2 separate regions of the Sus scrofa genome follow, and region 1 is linked to region 2. The links are chromatin contacts, called in public promoter capture Hi-C maps. All regions are on one chromosome and are shown on one strand. Each heading gives the region's core, a stretch centred on a gene start, on an enhancer-like site or on the middle of the called end of the contact. The rest is flanking DNA. Distances are from core to core; before and after follow the strand shown.

Region 1 (3,164 bases), core at 190-2,689, 130 kb after region 2:
GGGAGCACGTCACAGGGTCAGGCTGCTTAGAAGAAGACCAGGATCGATCTGGCCTTGAGGTTGCAGGGCAGGTGGGCCCCAGGAGATATGTGGTCACCTCTCAGTCCAGCCCCCAGTAGCCCTAGGCCTTACCTTGGGCAGATTGCCTACCACAGTGCCCAGTCACTGCCTGGCCACTTGTCCCCCCATCTGGCTGCACTTCATGCACACAGTTTCATCTGAACCTAATTCATACCCGCCTAGAGGTGGGAGGGGAGGGCTGTGCTTTGGGATGTCAGAGACCCAGACAAGGGGACACAGGGCCGGAGAGGACCGACTAATGGAGGAGGGCCTTCCAGCTGAGACGGTGTCATGCCCTTGAGGGTCCACACAGCATGCAGGGGACGGGGGGGAGCCTTGTGTTCCAGGGCCTCCTGAGCAAGGTGGGAGGCAGAAGGGAGCTGTGCACCTGATCCTCCAGCAAAGAGGGCCGGCTCCCAGATGGAAAGAGGTTGCCCATGGGCCATCCGCAGGGGCTTCCCAGGATGTGTGGGCTTCTGGGAGCCCTTCCAGAGACCCAGCCCTCAGGGCCTGGCTTGGGGTCAGGGGCAGCAAACTGAGCCAGAGTTTCAAGAATGTCAGGAGTGGGGAGCCACATGGGGAGGGGTTAAGAGTGTCTGCTCTGGAGTTCCATCACAGCTCAGTGGTAATGAACCCGACTGGGATCCATGAGGATGCGGGTTCAATCCCTGGCCTCATTTAGTAGGTCATGAATATGGCGTTGCCCTGAGCTGTGGTGTAGGTCTCAGATGCCGCTCGGACCCATTTTGCTATGGCTGTGGTGTAGGCTGGCATCTGCAGCTCTGATTGAACCCCTAGCCTGGGAACTTCCATATGCAGCAGGTGTGGCCCTAAAAAGAAAAAAAAAAAAAAAAAAAAAAAGAAAGAAAGAAAGAAAAAGGGTTTCTGCTCTGGATTTCTGATCCTGGCTTCCAGCCTCGATCCCTGAGACTTCCTAGTTCTGTGGTGTTAGAGAAATCACTCTCAACCTCTTCAGGCCTGTTTGCTGAGCTCTAAACTGGGGTCTCAGTGCATCTGTCTGCAGCATCATGGGGAAGAAATTTAAAGAGCTAAAATGCCTGGCACATACAAAGCACTTAATTCAAGCCTAAAGAGGAAGGAATACGGGTTGCAGGCCCACGGGGGTAGGGGGATGGCAGGGGTGGCAGTGGTGGTGGGAATGGCCAGGACACTGCCTGGTTATTAGCACAGAACTTGACTCCCTCGCAAATCCCACACCCTGTGGGCAGAGCAGACGGTCCCCCGAGGCCCCTGGCCAAAGGGGGTCTCCAGCGTGGGAAGCCGAGGTGCAGGCTGGGCGGCACTGGGCCGCAGGGCGAATGGGGAGCCCAGCTTGCACCCCCTCCACACTATTTCTCTGCTTCCCTCGAAGGCTACATGCACGGTTCTATGAGCTGGCCCCCAACCTCGTCCCGATGGACTACAGGAAGAGCCCATCGTCCATGTGCCCATGAGCCTTATCATCCAGATGCCGGAGCTCCGGGTACGTGAGAGGCCGCTGCTGTGGGGCAGAGAAGGGGAAGCAGCTAGAGAAGGGTGGGCCGAGGGTCTGGGGACTCTGCCCCTCCGCATGGGCCGGGCAGCAGAGGTGCCTTACACTCTTCAGGGCTGCTGGCCTGTGCTCAGCCGCTTGCCCCTTTGCTAAGTGGCCAGCCTGCTGTCCTTGGCAGACCTTGTTTGTGTCTGTGTTTTACGGTAATTCTTCAGCCTCCTCCTTGCATGGCTGTGGCCTCTCACAGGCGGGTCAGCCACAGCTTCCCCTCTCAGACAGAAATCACCCATGGATTTCATCAGGTTCAGGTCTGGGGTAGGGTCCAAGATTCAGTTTTTCTAACAAGCTGATGCTGTTAGTTCTCAGACCACAGATATGTTTGACATGAAAGTTTCATGTCACGAGTTCCTCACCTATAATACACATACAGCGCACTCCAAGCAAGAAAGGGTTTGGGCACTGGGGACACAGCCTACCTTGCTATGGGACTTTGCATATAGCCCCTCTCCAGGCCTCAGGTGTGTGACCCTGGGGTCTGGGTATCCACTTGGGATTCACACAGCATCCACTTGGGGCCTGTTTTCCTGTGTGACCTCAGTCTTGAGGGGCAGGGAGCCGCAGGCTCAGCCCTGGACAAGTGGCCAGCCCAGCTAGAGAGGGGCTTGAGCCCAGGCCCAGAGAATTACTGGAGGGTGAGAGGCACTGGGGAGGGAACCATGGGGTTGTCTCTGAGCCCCCTGTGCTGGCCTGGGCTGGGCACAGGGTGGGGTAGCCCAGTGCTGGCCCAGCTGGGGTGGAGGGCATCAGGAGAGTGGGTCCCGCGTGAGCAGCGATCAGAGCAGGGACTTGTTGGCAGGGCCCCCACCTCCCGGGCTGGTCCAAGAGAATGTATAGGAGCAGGGGGACTGCTGGCCTGGGGGCTGCCTCCTGCTGCCGGTCCCAGCCCAGTTATCTAACCTCTGGGGCCCCGCTTCTGTCTCTTGTGAGCTCAGCCTGAGTTGAGGGCAGCCCAGGCGCTGGGCGGTTGTCTTCTCTTCCAGGTCAGGACGGGAGCATCCCTGTGTTTCCTGGGCAATGGGACGAATCCCTGCTGCTGCCTCAAAGAGGGGCTGCCTCCAGGGGGCGCACCTCAGCTCTGCTGAGCTCTCTGCTCGTCTCAACCATGTAACAGGACAGAACACTGGCAGAGCTCTCACTGGTGTCAGGCCTCCGACCAACAGCTTACATACTCTACCTCGTTCACCCCTCTCACAGCCCCGTTCGGCAGGAGCAGTTATTATCCCCATTTTACAGATGGGCAAGCTGAGGCTCAGCGGGATCAGATGCTGATCCAAGGTCACGTAGGGCATAGCCGTCTGGCCCCAGGATCCTCCCAGTAAACTTACACCCATAGTAATGGCTGTGGTTGTTTTTCAGGAGAATCCCTTCAAGGAAAGGATTGTGGAGGCTTTTTCTGAGGACGGGGAGGGGAACCTCACCTTCAACGACTTCGTGGACATGTTTTCTGTGCTCTGTGAGTCGGCTCCCCGCGAGCTCAAGGCCAACTATGCCTTTAAGATCTACGGTAAGGAGGGCCTCGGGGAGGGGCTGCAATGCTGCGGGTGGCATTCCT
Region 2 (2,870 bases), core at 135-2,634:
CTGTGGCTTCAAAAGCCACCTGCGTGTCATTGCTCTCAGCTACTATACAAAAGCCCCACCTCCCAACAACCATCTAGGATAGATAATCCGAAGTTTTATAAGAAAATAGCAAGAAGTCAAAGGAGGAGTGAGAAGGCCAACAAGCTTTCCCTAGGATCAATGCCTGATCTTCCTAGTCGTCTATTCAGGTGCAGAATGAGCCTCCTTGGGCATAAAAAAGCAGCTTGACTCTTCCTTTGAACAGGATGAAAAGTTTAATTCAGGCCTCCGCTGTGCAAAGCATTTTTCAGCCTATTATTGGTACTGAGGATCAATTATGGGTCGTTTGCCACAGAAAATCCGGACTGTTCACTTAAAATGATGTGTCAGATTAAAGATCTCCGTGTCCCTCTTTAATAAAGAAAAATGCGATTAATCAATGTCTGACAACCTTTATCAGGCAGAAGACCGGCCCCCAGGACAAATCCAGTCCAGCCATTCTCAAGAAGGACACCGGGTTTGTCCAAGGTACCAGCTCAGACGAAAAGAAACTCATCTCTAGGGCTTACGCATCAACAGGGAATATGAGCACAAAAATAATCCAATCCTGGTCATTCGCAGCAAGTAACCAACTTCGGGTCACGCGTGCCTCAGTTTCCCGGCTGGCTGCCTCTCCTGTAAGGAATGCCCGCACATCCTATGAGAACTGGGGTCCCGCGTTTCAGTCCCAGCCCTTCTTGGCGTTCGGAGGGGCCCCCTGAACACTCGTGGAGCGAACGGAGGATGAATGGGCTGCACAGGGGATCACGAGGGGCCCCGGTGCCTCCCCCCACCGCCTGCTCTCGCCGGGCGAGGGGCGGGCGCTTGACAAAGTGCCCTCCACCTGACCGCGCCGCGCCCCCTCGGCCTCGGGCCACCCTCGGCTCGGCCCGGCCCCGCTGCGGGGTGCGCGGCGCCTGGCGACCGCCTCACCAACAAATGCGGCTCGGGTTCCCCACCGACTTCAATAATTCACAGCCCCCGAGCTCCCGGGCTGAATAATTGACGGCGGGCCCCGCGCGAGCCCGGCCCGCACCGCCCCGAGCCCGGCCCGCACCTTCTCGCCCTCATCCGGGTTCTTGTCCGGGTGGTACTTCAGCGCCAGCTTCCGATAGGCCTTCTTGATCTCCTCCGGGGAGGCGCTGGGCTTCACCCCCAGGATGTCATAGTACTGGGTCTCCTTCACCATCTTGTCTCTGCGGGGCGGGGCGGGCAGGACGGTCAGTGCGCCCCGAACGCCCCCGTCGGGCCTCTGGCCCGCGCCCCCGCTGCCCGCCCGCGCGTCACGGTCACGGGCGCCGCCGCCCGAACCTCCCGCCCGCCCGCCAGCCCGCGCCGGGCCGACCTCCGCGCCCGGCACCGCCGCACTCGAGCCGCCGCCTCCTCCGCGGCGGGTTTTATTCGGCGCCGGCGGAAGGTTCCACAAGGAGACAGTGACGCCACAAAGACCCAGAAGCTTCGCGGAGGTTCCGGCGGCGCCCGGGGCTGCGGGCTAGCGCGCCGCGGAGAGTACGCGGCAGGGACCCCGACGCCCCAGCTCACCCGGTGTCTTCGGCCCCCTGCTCCTCCGGCCGCCCGTCTGACTCCCCGGAGCTCCAATTCTGGCTGCCGCCGCGGGCCATGTTGGGGGGCTTGGAAGATGGCTTCGGCGTGGAGGGTGCCTTCCGACGACAGTCCCGCCGCCCCGGGGCTGTCCCCTTTCCCTTCCGCGGGTCCGTGGGTCCGGTTGGCTCCAGGAGAGCGCGGCCTGGAGGGTGGCGTCGGCGGGAACCCGGGTGGAGGGGTTGGACTGGGAGGGCTGCGCCCCACGGTCCGCACCCGGCCTCTCCCTGGGGGTGTGGCCGCCCTCTGTTTGGTCATGGTCCCGGTGCGCCCTGAGGCCTATCTCGGATTGTTGCATTTTTGAGGGGTTTGGAGTGGGTTGGGGCCTCTCCCGCTGCGTGGCCACATTTCCTGAGGCCCTGCAGCTACTGGCGCCCCTCAGGGCATCTTCAAGGCTGAGCAGAGCCTAAGCCCTTCCAGATACATGCAGTGGTGCTTTGCTGACCCCAGCTGTGGACGGTGGTCTTACTGCCCACACCTGGGAGCCTCTGAAGTCCCCCAGATGTGAGCAGCGATGTCCCCCAGGTCTCCACAGGGTGGGCAGTGCGCTCTCTTCTCCGAGCCCACACAGTTGGACTAGGCTCATGCACACGCTAGGGGTGGGAGGGCGAGTCCAGTGACTGCAGCAGGACTCTCGTTGCCCAGGAGGGAGGGATAGTAACAGGCCCAGGACTTCCTTCACTGTGCCCAGGTCCCAGTAGTGCCCGGTAGCCAGGATCACTACCCGCTGCAGTTACGTGGGCGTGGAAAGCAGCACTATCAGAGAAGTGCAGGCCTTCTGCTCCAGCCCAGCCTGGGCTTCTGCAGGTGGAACGCTGTCGGAGAGGGCCACTGCTCACCTCTCTGGGATCCTTTGGCTTCGTTTTTGGCCCTGTGGCTGAAGCAGGCACTCTCCCTCTTCCACGTGTTCAGTAGAGGTGAGAAACAACTTTTAACTTACAAGAGAAGTTGCTCGTGGGTATGCTTGGAGGCATTGCTTTTTTTCATCTCAGACTCCTCTGGAGCAGTAACCTTTGGCAGAGAACTCACAGCTAGAGGTCAAGAAGCTTGATTCCATACCCAGCTGTTGTTAACTCTATGAGCCTTATGTCTCTGAGCTGGTTTCCTCATCAGCAAGACATGGTCATTGCCACCTGCCTGCCTTCTTCACAGGGCTCTTGATCACTCTGAAAGCTTCTAGTACAAGAGATCGCAAACCTGGCTGTTTGTAGGAATCACCTGGGAGCTTCTAAAAATCCCTGTGTCCAGGC

What was found. Promoter capture Hi-C pulls out the DNA fragments that hold promoters and counts their contacts.
Region 1: a contact with region 2 is called in a promoter capture Hi-C map of liver, with 6 times the contacts expected there. The contact joins the promoter of CIB2 here to the promoter of DNAJA4 in region 2. A contact is called at or near these places in 1 of 5 promoter capture datasets (liver) and 4 of 47 Hi-C or Micro-C datasets (fibroblasts, mesenchymal stem cells, psoas muscle and 1 more).

Annotation. Positions count from the first base shown.
Region 1 is chr7:47,806,367-47,809,530 of Sscrofa11.1, forward strand. CIB2 (calcium and integrin-binding family member 2) reads left to right here and starts at 1,440. Exons shown (of 5, transcript XM_021098837.1): 1 at 1,440-1,488; 2 at 1,491-1,543; 3 at 2,969-3,116. The coding sequence starts at 1,476.
Region 2 is chr7:47,673,506-47,676,375 of Sscrofa11.1, forward strand. It overlaps DNAJA4 (DnaJ heat shock protein family (Hsp40) member A4), which reads right to left and starts at 1,385. Exons shown (of 8, transcript NM_214339.1): 1 at 1,364-1,385; 2 at 1,076-1,214. The coding sequence starts at 1,207.